4 separate regions of the Sus scrofa genome follow, and regions 2, 3 and 4 are each linked to region 1. Evidence: chromatin contacts called from public HiChIP or PLAC-seq data. All regions are on one chromosome and are shown on one strand. Each heading gives the region's core, a stretch centred on a gene start, on an enhancer-like site or on the middle of the called end of the contact. The rest is flanking DNA. Distances are from core to core; before and after follow the strand shown.

Evidence for each region. HiChIP or PLAC-seq counts read pairs in DNA pulled down with a chosen protein or histone mark.
Region 2: a contact with region 1 is called in an H3K27ac HiChIP or PLAC-seq map of alveolar macrophages. The contact joins two enhancer-like sites.
Region 3: a contact with region 1 is called in an H3K27ac HiChIP or PLAC-seq map of skeletal muscle, with 4 times the contacts expected there. The contact joins two enhancer-like sites. A contact is called at or near these places in 2 of 2 datasets of contacts at active chromatin or transcription factors (alveolar macrophages and skeletal muscle).
Region 4: an H3K27ac HiChIP or PLAC-seq map of alveolar macrophages shows a contact between it and region 1, with 9 times the contacts expected there. The contact joins two enhancer-like sites. A contact is called at or near these places in 1 of 5 promoter capture datasets (fetal liver), 15 of 47 Hi-C or Micro-C datasets (alveolar macrophages, blood, embryonic fibroblasts and 9 more) and 2 of 2 datasets of contacts at active chromatin or transcription factors (alveolar macrophages and skeletal muscle).

Annotation. Positions count from the first base shown.
Region 1 is chr14:49,309,023-49,312,102 of Sscrofa11.1, reverse strand. All of the region lies in intron 16 of BCR (breakpoint cluster region protein), which reads right to left. Among named protein-coding and RNA genes, the nearest start is that of SPECC1L, 22 kb to the left of the region's middle. Within about 2 kb of position 1,267, at least 28 of the 83 cell types and tissues checked have an H3K27ac peak or open chromatin away from gene starts, as enhancers often do. A contact at or near this core is called in alveolar macrophages, retroperitoneal adipose tissue, skeletal muscle and 1 more, where this site is marked.
Region 2 is chr14:49,476,345-49,479,044 of Sscrofa11.1, reverse strand. It overlaps ADORA2A (adenosine receptor A2a), which reads right to left. Exons shown (of 3, transcript XM_003483462.4): 2 at 1,699-2,249. The coding sequence starts at 2,036. Among named protein-coding and RNA genes, the nearest start is that of ADORA2A, 11 kb to the right of the region's middle. Within about 2 kb of position 1,259, at least 19 of the 83 cell types and tissues checked have an H3K27ac peak or open chromatin away from gene starts, as enhancers often do. A contact at or near this core is called in alveolar macrophages, where this site is marked.
Region 3 is chr14:49,506,370-49,509,189 of Sscrofa11.1, reverse strand. No RefSeq gene overlaps it. Among named protein-coding and RNA genes, the nearest start is that of UPB1, 25 kb to the left of the region's middle. Within about 2 kb of position 1,404, at least 17 of the 83 cell types and tissues checked have an H3K27ac peak or open chromatin away from gene starts, as enhancers often do. A contact at or near this core is called in skeletal muscle, where this site is marked.
Region 4 is chr14:49,559,318-49,562,216 of Sscrofa11.1, reverse strand. It overlaps UPB1 (beta-ureidopropionase), which reads right to left. Exons shown (of 10, transcript XM_001929254.6): 9 at 2,716-2,870; 10 at 707-1,229. The coding sequence ends at 1,146. Among named protein-coding and RNA genes, the nearest start is that of GUCD1, 24 kb to the left of the region's middle. Within about 2 kb of position 1,301, at least 20 of the 83 cell types and tissues checked have an H3K27ac peak or open chromatin away from gene starts, as enhancers often do. A contact at or near this core is called in alveolar macrophages, retroperitoneal adipose tissue and subcutaneous adipose tissue, where this site is marked.

The DNA.
Region 1 (3,080 bases), core at 18-2,517:
CACCTCTCCAGGACAGAGACTTGGCACATGCAGCCCAATGACAGGCAGAGGGACAGAGATCTCCAGCCCGACCGCAGGCCCACCTTGCCCTTGCGTACGAGACTCCGGATGTGGGTCCACAGGGCGGTACCGTGAGCACACAAGTGCTTTTCGACAGAGGTTGCCCGGCTCTGGCCCGTCCGGCCAGTGGGGAGGAGGTACCGCAGGAGGCCCTGCAGGGTGGCCGCACACGGTGTCTCTCGCATCCTTGGCCCTGCTGTGTGAGAGGCTGGTGCAGCCGGACTGGAGCGCGATGGACAGGAGTGAGATGGGTGGCAGTGAGGATGGAGAGCAGTGTGTCGAGCTCCGGGCCTCCAAGGCCTTTTGACCAGGCTTCTCAGGAAGCCCCGCCCCTGCAGCCTACTCCCCCCCCAACCCCAGGTTCTTTGTTTGTGTGTGGAAAAAATACCCCCACCAGCAGCCTATTGGTTACAGGAATTCTGACACGTCACAGTTCTCTCTAAAGCCCAGAAAAGCCAAGTTTCCTTCTCAAGTGGCTGGTTTCCTGTTGGTGAGCTTGGAGATGCTGAGTAACACGTGTCTGCCTGGCCAGTCTGCCTCATGGCTGCCCCTAGTCAGTGACCCCATCTTGGCATGGACTTGGGTGGGAGAGTTCCCCGCAGGCCCTGCAGCACCGCCAGTCAGATGCATGACAAGGGGTGATGGCCCATCATCTACCCCCTGTACTGAGGCCCAGTCCTGCCTCCACCTGCCCCAGAGGCTGCCAGGAGGCTCCTTACCAGGCCCCCAGCCCCCTCAGTGGCTCCAGAGGGAATGATAGTCCCCAGGCTGGCCCATTGCCAACAGAGAGCATGTGGAGTGGAGCGGAAGCAGCATGAGAATAACACAATGATGAGGTCGTCTCCATCCAGCCCCAAAGAGCACTCAGGGCTGGCACGCTCTCTCATGGGCTTTTTAAAGCACAGAGAAATAAACAAGTGGGGACCGGGGTTTGGAACAACAAACGGAGACGGAGGGGCAAGGACCGGGAAACAGCAATCGAGGGAAAACTGGGGGCACCTTCTTACACCCAGGTTCTAGAAGGAAGGTCTGGGCCCCAGCTCCTCTCCCTCAGGGCTGGCAAGGGGGGCAGTAAGCCTGCTGGACCACCTTGTGTGACCCATCAGAGAGGCAATGGGGGTGGGGCAGGTGCTGAGGACGTGGCCCCACCCTGCTTGCTCTGTAGCACGGCCAGATGGGTCACTGATGTCACTGATGGACAACCACAGCACGTCTCTCATCCACCCAGCCCGAGCACAGGCAGCACCAAACTGTCCAAAAAAGGAAATGCTGCTCTCTCCTCACTGGCCTCCCCGGAGTTTCCCCTGGGCCCAGTGTCACCACCCAGGACGGTCCAGCAGGGCCTTCCCAGGAGTCCTGATGGACCCCACGTGTCTACACTGTAACCTACTCCCTGGAGTGGTCTCCTTCTCTTCCTACTGCAGTCTGTTCTCTGCACCTCTATCCTCCATAGCATTAACGCCTCCACCCCTCCCTGCAACCAGGCTACAGCATAACTCAGAAAAATAAAGGACAGCTCCCACCCAGGAGACAGAGGGTGACAGGTATCAGTGAGGATGTGGAGAAATAGGAGCCCCCAGACACCACTGCCGGGATGTGAAATGCCATGGCCTCTCTGGAAAAGCAGGGCAGTTCCTCACAAAGTTAACCCTGGCTATCCGACCTGGCATTTCCCCTCCTAGGTCTCTGCACAGCAGCAAGGAAAACATCTTTCCTCACGGACTGTGCACAGGTTCACAGAACAGTAACCTTTATAGGCCTGAGCTAGAAACAACCCAAGTGTCCGTCAACTGGTGGACGGAGGAGACACGGATGGGATGTGGTTCAGCCAAAAAAGGAGTAAAGCTAACATGCTCTGACGCGGATGACCCTCAAAAATGTTTTGCTAAGTGGAGGAAGCCAGTCACAAAAGATCACGTAATACGGTACAATTCCGTTTATACAAAATGTGCAGAATGGATAAATCTAGCAACAAAAAGCAGTCCCACCCCCGCTGGGGGGTGGGAAGAGGGAAACCGTTTTGGGGGGTGTGTGTGGAAATATCCCCAGACTGGATTATTGGTGATAGCTGTTCAACGCTGTACATTACTAAAGCCATTGACTTACATACTGAAAAGGGACACACTGTGAAAGACATGACAGAGTATGACAGTGAAAGAAAAAAAAGATATAAGGTCCCAAACCAGAGCACAGTAGAGCAAGGAGGTGCCCCTTCCCTTGAAAATAGAAAGCATAAGGCAGAGAGTGGCAGGAGATGAAGCTGAATCACGAGGCATTTTTCTGAGAAAGAGAAAGAGTAGTAAAGTGATTCACAGCTCTGGGCCAAAGCCTTGGCCCACCTCTGGCCTGATTCAACGCAGGCCATGCACACATCACCGAAAACCTCAGAGAACCCAGGGTGTCCGCAGTCAATATCCTTTTGGATTTTTCTGTTTTTTTTTTTGTTTGTTTGTTTGTTTGTTTGTTTGTTTGTTTCTGGCCTTGCCTGAGGCATGCAGAAGTTCCTGGGCCAGGGATCAAACTTGCGCCAGAGCAGTGACAATGGTGACTCTTTAACAGCTAGACTGCTAGGGAACCCCTCAATATCTTTATTTTTTTAATGGCCACACCTGTGGCATATGCAAGCTCCTGGGCTAGGGGCTGAATCAGAGCTGCAGCTGCTGGCCTACGTCACAGCCACACCGGATCTAAGCTTCATCTGTGACCTACGCTGTAGCTTGTGGCAACACTGGATCCTTAACTCACTGAGGGAGGCCAGTGATCAAACCTGCGTCCTCACAGACACTATGTCAGGTCCTGAGTCATAATAGGCACTCCCTCAATATCCTTTTGTATCATACAATCCAAGTTTTTTTTTTTTTTTTTTTTTTGGTTTTTTTGCCTTTTCTTGGGCTGCTCCCGCGGCATATGGAGGTTCCCAGGCTAGGGGTTGAATCGGAGCTGTAGCCACCGGGCCTACACCAGAGCCACAGCAACGCGGGATCCGAGCCGCGTCTGCAACCTACACCACAGCTCACGGC
Region 2 (2,700 bases), core at 10-2,509, 170 kb before region 1:
GCTCTGATCTCCCTCCTATCAGGGGATAAGTGAGAGGGAGCCCTCTGTTACCCCAGGGGATAAGGTGAGAGCGAGCCCTCTGTTCCCCGTGATGCTCCCACCAGAGCCACCCAGCCCACACTGCCTGGACCCAAAGAGGACGCTGGTCTGCTTGGGAGCCCTCAGGCCTGTGTCCTGAGCTGTCCATTAGCCTGGACTCTGGCTCTGCTCTGCCCATTTAGGCTGGTCCTCCACTAGGGCCAGCCCATGGCCCCTTCTCTTATGACAAGCGTCCTAGGCTCTCCCAAGACCACTGTCCCAGGAGGCCACCCGGGCCCTGGCTCCCTCCTCCATCTGAGCAGCATGGCGAGATGTCTGCTCCCCTGGATCCTAGGTTCTGGGGCCAAGGCCACCTGCCATCAGCTCCTAAAAGATTAAAGCCGCAGAGAATGGCAGGCACAATCTTCCCAGGCTGGCCCTGGCTATGCTACCAACTCATTATATGGCCTGGGGCTTGGCTTCCCTCTGAGCTTCCTTTTTCCAACCAGAAGATAGAAGGAAAGGACCTCTAAAGGCCCCCTTGGGTTTGACACTAAATTTCCATTTGCTTATGGAGCCTGTTTCCCTTCAGGTGGGTGCCCCCTCAGCCCACCGTGGGCCTGCGGTGCCTGCTCTATGTCAGAGGAACTCCACTGGGTGGGGCATGCCATCCTTGGTGACCTCCCTCAGGGCCTGCAGCCATCTAGGCTGTGAACCCAGCTCCAGGACAGAGAGCAGATGCTCTCCTCCAAGGGCATGGGACATACTTTCTAGCCTCTTCATTTACATGAACTCAGGCCTCAGGGAAAGTCTTTTTTTTTTTTTTTTTTTTTTTTTGTCTTTTTGCCTTTTCTAGGGCCGCTCCGGCAGCATATGGAGATTCCCAGGCCAGGGGTCTAATCCGAGCTGTAGCCACCGGCCTACTCCAGAGCCACAGCAACACGGGATCTGAGCCATGTCTGCGACCTACATCACAGCTCACGGCAATGCCGGATCGTTAACCCACTGAGCAAGGCCAGGTATTGAACCCGCAACCTCATGGTTCCTAGTCGGGTTTGTTAACCACTGAGCCACGACGGGAACTCCAAGGGAAAGTCTTCATTTACACAATACCTAGCTGAAGTCACTTCACAAAAGTTTCACCATAAAAACCCCCGTGCAACAGCCAGATCATGAGCTGTCTCCAAGACCAAGAGCACTTGGTGACCAAGAAGCATAGAATTTGCATGAAGGTCCAAGTGACTCACCAAGGCATTCAGCCAAGTCACTTCCCCTCTCTGGGTCATTTTCCTCATGTGCTAACTGTGGGCCGGCCCGGCCCGGAGGAGCTGGAGGAAGGCAGGCGCATGGGTGGGCGTCTAGCTCTGTGGCCCGGGTATTGCGCTGTGTCAACAGTGGCCCGGACACACCCACCAGTCCTGCGCCACACACATCTGCCAACAGCCAGAACACAGCAGCCTCAACCACGTAGCTGCGGGAGGGCCAGCCTGCCCTGTGCCCCTGGGGGGCAGCCCTGGGCAGCCCTAGACTGAGCCCCGTGGCCCTGACCTCAGCTCACCACTCTGACACCAGACCCAGCCCTGGCCCTGGTTCATCCTGATCCTGGCACAGAGCAGACCCTGGCATAGACCGCCTTTCACAACTGTGACCCACCCCGCTCCCACCCCCACCCTGGCTCACCGGAGTGGGATGCGGATGGCAATGTAGCGGTCAATGGCGATGGCGAGGAGGCTGAAGATGGAGCTCTGCGTGAGGACCAGGACGAAGCAGGCAAGGAAGAGGCAGCTGTGGCATGCGGCACAGAACCCTATGCTGATGGTGATGGCAAAGGGGATGGCCAGGACCCCCACGGCAATGTCGGCTGCCGCCAGGGACACCACAAAGTAGTTGGTGACATTCTGCAGGTTGCTGTTCAGCCACACAGCCCAGCACACCAGCACATTGCCCAGGATGGCCAGCACGGCGATCGCCAGCTCCACCATGATGTACTCCAAGGAGGCCATGGTGGACACCTCCATGGACAGGCAGGGTCAGTGAGGGCGCAGGCCAGCCCAGCTCACGGTCCATAGCTGCAGCACCGCCGGCCCTGCCCGGCCCTGAGCCCCTTCTTTACAGGAGCCGGCGGGGGGCCTCCCCCAGGGCCTCTTCACAACTGACTTCACGTCTCCAGAAGCCAGGCCCTCTCCAGGGGCTCTGCAGCATCTTTGCTCGGCTTCAGGGTTCCTGAGCACCTGCCATGGGAGAAGCCTTGTGAGGAGTGGGGCCACCGCTGGAGACCCCCAGGGGTGGCCCTCAGCCCCAGTGCCCTCCCCACAGGCCAGGTGCCAGCCTCTCCCACCCCAAACCCCACACAGAGGGCCAGGGAGCAGCCCCGGTCTCTGTCTCCCTTCCTGGGGAGCCAAGAACTTTCAGAGCTTAGTCACTTGTGTTGGCCCCTCGGGCTCAGCTTCTTGAGCCTTTTGTGCCAGTTTCCTGGTCCCTGAGCTCACCCTGCCCCACGACTCTCCCTGGGAAAGCCCCCCTCCCCCGGACCACCATGCCTCTCTCAGCCAGCCTCAGCCTGCTCCACCTGTGCTGCCTTGGGGGCAGGCAGAGCCCCCAGAGCTCCTGGTCTCACAGTAGCAGAGAAGCCCTCTGGCGCTCACTGGCAGGGAGCACAGGAAGGGAGCCACCCCTCAGAGC
Region 3 (2,820 bases), core at 155-2,654, 200 kb before region 1:
GAGTTGAGGGGTTGAGTTCCTGGAGTAGGTACCCGGAAGGTAGGTGATGGTTGATTGGCTTAATTGAGTTGTGCTGTTCTGGAAACAAGCAATGGTATGAGATGTGAGTTGGTCAGAGGGTTTCTCTGGCTGTTCAGCAGGGCCACCTGTGGGATCATAGAACATTCGAATTTGCGGAGGTGGTGTATCTCTCTCAGTCGCCCAGGACCGAGTTCAGTTCTTCCTTTGTTGACTTATCTTGGCATTAATGTCGCCCTCACTTATGTGATTGACTACAGTTCATCTTCTCCCCTCTCCTCCAACCTAGTAGACTTGAAATTCCATGAGGATGTGGGCTGTGTCTGTCTCAGCTCACCTTCCTGTATCCAGCACTAAGCCTGGTGCATAGTGGATGCTCAAGAAACGTTTCTGGAAGGGATGGATGAGGAACTACATCACCTTGTGATGATGTGATGTGATGATGAAGAAGCAGAGGCCCAGTGAGGTGGGGCTTCTTAGTGACAAAGCTGGGACAGGAATTTGGGTCTCCTGGGTCCTGGGTGAGCCAGCACCCTTTTCCTTTCCCTTGTGTTCTATCCGTGTTGGAGTTGATGTTGTTTTTGTTTTTTGTTTTGTCTTTTTGCCATTTCTAAGGCCACTCCCTCGGCATATGGAGGTTCCCAGGCTAGGGGTCTATTTGGAGCTGTAGCTGCTGGCCTATGCCACAGCCACAGCAACTCAGGATCCAAGCCGTGTCTGCGACCTACACCACAGCTCACAGCAACACTGGATCCTTAACCCACTGAGCAAGGCCAGGAATTGAACCTGCAACCTCATGGTTCCTAGTCGGATTCGTTAACGACTGAGCCATGATGGGAACTCCTGTCCGTGTTGGAGTTGAAAGCCTCAGAGCTGAGTCCAGCCCTTCCCTTTTCCAAGTGGAAAACTGAGGCCCAGGGAGGGAAAGGACTCACTGCAGGTCACAGAAGAAGGCACTGGCAGAGCCAGGCCTAGAACCTAGGCCTCCTGATTCCCAGGCCAATGCTCTTTCTGTGTAAAGCCTAGGAAAAAACAGCTGGGTCGGGCTGATTGCCAGGCCCCTGCAGGAGAGCACATAGCCGAGCAGCTCTCAGAGTTCCTTGTCTATTCTTAGCCTGAACTTTCAGTGACTCTGGGCTTCAGCAGCCTTTTCCCCCTTTTCCCTTTGCATTTGCTTCTTTGTGTATATGTGGTATGTGTCTTAAATAAATGGTGCTACGTGTAGGAAATGGGCTTCAGCACCGTCCTGCTGCAGAGGCTCTGAAAAGAATAAACGTGAGAGAGGGGCCCTGAGAAAACAATTCGCTTCCCTCCTCTGCAGTGACCCCAGTGCCCCAGAGCCGCCCTCGCTGCTCCCTCTCACAACTGCCAGCACCAGGCCAAGCTCCTCACACAATGAGAAGGAAATTGCCAGAGAGACCTTACAAGGAGGGCTGGCTGTTAGTATTGGCCACTGTTGCCTCCACTTTGATGAGGACCAAACATGAGCTCCTCCCAAGCTGTGCTCCCCTTCTGGCTTCACGTCAGCTTCCCACCTCCAAGTCATTCCCCCATCAGCCACCAAACAGGAGCTAAAAGCCCCTTTCCACACGAAACTCTAGCCTCTCAAAACCTCTTTCTCTACATTGCCAGCTACTCACTCTGAGTGAGGACCCACAAGAAACTTAAGCAGCAGCTCCTGACCTTGAGTCGCTTGGAAACACAGAGGATGGAAGGTAAATGATGTTGCAGAAGTGTGACCTGAGCAGTGAAAACAGCTCTGCCAGTTCAGAGGAGGTACAGGTTGCTCTGGGCCAAGTGAGGTCCAAGAAAACTCGGGGGTGTGGTTTGAACCAGGTCCTATGTGTTAGTTGTCTGTTGCTACATAACAAATTACCTCAAAACTTGGCTTGGAGCAAAAGTATTTACTATCTCATGGCTTCTGCAGGTTAAGAATTAGGTCCGGCTTAGCTGGGTGACTCTGGCTCAAGGTCTTTTGCGAGGTTACAGTCGAGCCCCCAGCCTGAAGTCTCAAGCGGGCACAGAGGGGAGCCCAGTTTGAAGCTCACTGCAGTGGTATTTGGCAGACCTCAATCCTTAGTGATCCACGCCTCCTCATGACTGCTTCAAGCCTTGGTGCTGGGGTGAGAGCAAGAGGGACCAAGTGGAAGCCATGGTCACTCAGACTTCATCTCAGAAGGGCTATTCTATCACTTTTGCTGACTCTTCATTAGAAGCAAGTCATTTTGGAGTTCCTATTGTGGCTCAGCAGGTTAAAAACTCCACTTAGTGTCCATGAGAATGCAGGTTTGATCCCTGGCCATGCTCAGGGGGTTAAGGATCCAGCATTGTGGCAAGCTGCGGTATAGGGTGCAGATGCAACTCAAATCCGGTTTGGCTGTGGCTGTGGCATAGGCCAGCAGCTGTAGCTCCAATTCCACCCCTAGCCCAGGCGGCACTTCCATTTGCTGTGGGTGTAGCCCTAAAAAGGAAAAAAAAAAAAAAAGCAGGAGTTCCTGTCGTGGCGCAGTGGTTAACAAATCTGACTAGGAACCATGAGGTTGCAGGTTTGGTCCATGCCCTTGCTCAGTGGGTTAAGGATCCGGTGTTGCCATGAGCTGTGCTGTAGGTCGCAGACTCGGCTTGGATCCTGCGTTGCTGTGGCTCTGGCTTAGGCCGGTGACTACAGCTCCGATTTGACCCCTAGCCTGGGAACCTCCATATGCTGCGGGAGTGGCCCAAGAAATGGCAAAGAGACAAAAAAAAAAAGCAAGTCACTAGGTCCAGCTCACCTAGAAGGGCATGGATACCAGGGGCAGAGGA
Region 4 (2,899 bases), core at 52-2,551, 250 kb before region 1:
CCCCCTTTACCACTGGAAATAGAGTCATTAGTGCCTTTAAATCCAACCAAATTAGAGAAGAACTCCAGAAAACCCAGAACCAACAAAGACCCTTCCTTGAGACTCTGCTCCTCCAGAACCAGTTCCAATATAGGAATCTGTATCAGGCAGAGTCCACCAGACAAGCAGAAATGGCAGAACAGATGTTAAGAAGTCCATTGCAGGGAATTAAGTGCTTGTAAGGACTGGATGGACAAGTTTGAAATCTGGAGGGCAGGCTGGGACTTCAGCACAGCTGAGACTGCAGTCCATGCAATCCATGTGCACAATTCCTTCCTCATCCAGGAACCTCAGCTCTGCTCTCAGGGCCTTTCAGGGATTAACTCAGGCCTACCCAGATTATCTAGGATAATCTCATTTGCTGGTAAAGTGGTTATGGGTTTTAATCACATTAAAGTCTTGGCAGTAATACCCAAATGAGCTCCCACTAAGTAACTGTAGACTGCAGCCTGGCCAGGCTGATCCCTTCAATGACATCAAGCAGTTCAGTGACCCTGGATCAGCCTCACCTCCCTTGAGCACATGCACTCAGTACATGCATCCCATGCTTACCCTCAAATTGTTGATGGTCTAAACAGAGAAGTAGAGAACTTCAGGACTGGGGCCCCCACCCATCTTATTTCAAACCAACCTGCACAATGGATGCTTGGGATCGTAACTGAATTTCTAAAGTTCACATAACAAAGTTTAACCATTTTATTTTATTTTTGGCGGTATGCAGAAGTTCCCTGGCCAGGGATTGAACCCATGCCACAGCAGTGACCTGAGCCACCACAGTGACAATGCCAGATCTTTAACCTGAGCCACCAGGGAAGTCCTTTAACCATTTTAAAGTGAACAATTCAGTGGATTTGGCCCATTCACAATGTTGTGAAACCATCACCTCTATCCAGTCCCCAGACATTTTCATCCCCCCCAGAAGGAAATCTTGTACCTATTGGAGCATCGCTTCTCATTCAACCCTCCCCATCCAGGCACTTTTAAACCACTCTGGACCACAGCATTATCAGGCATCTGCTGGGAGAATGTGGACATGCAGGGCCTGGAGTACTTGCTGATCTGCTGTGGGCAGAGGTGCCCTCCTTGGTGGGCAGGGGCTGAGCCTGCTACTCTTTCACGATATTGGGGCTGTAGCTGGGCTTGACAGCTTCGGCAAGCTCCTGAGCGTACATCTCGTATCTGCCCGTCATCTGAAAGCAAAACACAGGGAGTAAACACCCTCATTTACTTGCCACTACCTACTGCCACTGGAGGGCAGCCATGGGACAGAAATGCGGCAGGAAGGCTGGCCGACCAGAGGAGCTTGGACCACAGTAGACAGAAACAACCTCCGCGTGACCTTTTGGCACAGGATCCGGTGTTGTGGTGAAGATCATGGACACCAAGGTGACTCACACACCCCGGGCCTTCTGCTGGAAGACCTCTGCAGTCTGTCCCACCAGAAGGTGTGGCTGCTCTGAGGTAGGAGGGAAGAGGGCTGCCCTGAGACGGGCGTGACCTGCCCCAGGTCACCAGGCAGGAGTGGTGTCACCCTGGTCTCCTGGCTCTGGAGGCCCATCTGGGCCACCTGGCGTCTCATGCGGACACAGATGGAGGCAGGGCGAGGCTGAGGGCAGGGCTGGAAAGTCCTCCCAGGTGCTCACACCCTAGCATTCCCTCCATCCCTAACCTCTTTTCCAAAGTCTTGCTGGGGTCTCCTGTCCATTACCATAGCTTAGGAAGGCTTCACTTTCAAAAAGCTACTCACGAGAAAACATTCTGTTTATTGTCTCCAACTTCTAACTTGTGTGGAATCCTCATTAACCTACGCCTTCCCTGAGAAGAGACAGGCCAGAAGACCTTCATGTGGGCAGTGCCTTGATTGTCTGAGGAAGGTCTTGGACTCAGGACATGTGCCTGAGAGCTGATCCTCACGTAAATGGGGGGAGTCAGGCCTAGAGCCCACGTCTGGCTGGATTTGTAATCTTAGTCTTGCCCTACGTGCTGGGCAGAGTTATTCCGCCTGACAATGGAGATGTGCATTTGTATGGTTTGCTTGTAAATGGGGGCAAGTTGGTGGAAATACCTTTGGACAGTAACATAGCAAGCTCTGCCTGTGTCCTTGAGATGCTGTATGGGGTTGAGGGGGAGGGAGGTGGCACCCAGGCCATGGCTGCCAGTGCCTCATTCCAGGAGGTGGGCACTTATACTCCTGTGGTGTCACCGGGGTCTGGTCTCCAAGGCCCTTTGTTTCAGAAATGGGAGTACTAAGACCAGGAGCAGAAGGGGCTTGCAGGGCCATGGCAGAGCCAGGTCTGGATTCCTTTTCTCTCCTTGACCCACTTCCCTCCATTGTCAAGGCCTAGACTCGGGGTCTGGCCACAGGCAGAGCCAGACATGCACATTTATCTTGTGATAAGTGCAAAGGCCTGGAAAGGAAAAAAGGATTAGAGAGGCCAATCCACTCTATTCTCCAGAGACAAATGAAATTGAGATTAATTTGCTCAAAGGCACCCAGAATCTAAATCAGATGAGTGGAGAATTTATTGAGGCCTGCTGGCTGGGCACCACTGGACCCTGTGGTTCCCGCCCTGCACACAGCTCTGGCCCTCTGCCCCACTGATGCACTGTCCCTGAAGCCAGGAGTGCTGAGAGCAGGACAGGCCCACTTCGGGGAGCAGGAGACTCGGGACCCACCTTGAAGCCCCAGATGTCACTTGTCTGCCGGCAGAGGTTGAGATCGAGCTCAGCAACCAGCAGCCCATCCCGGTTACGCGGGAGCCCGGGGGTGCGGCTGCCGTCAGGGGCTGCCACGTAGCTCGAGCCATAAAAGTAGCCGAAGTCCTGGTGAGCTGGGAAGGAGCACAGGAAGGCCCGTGAG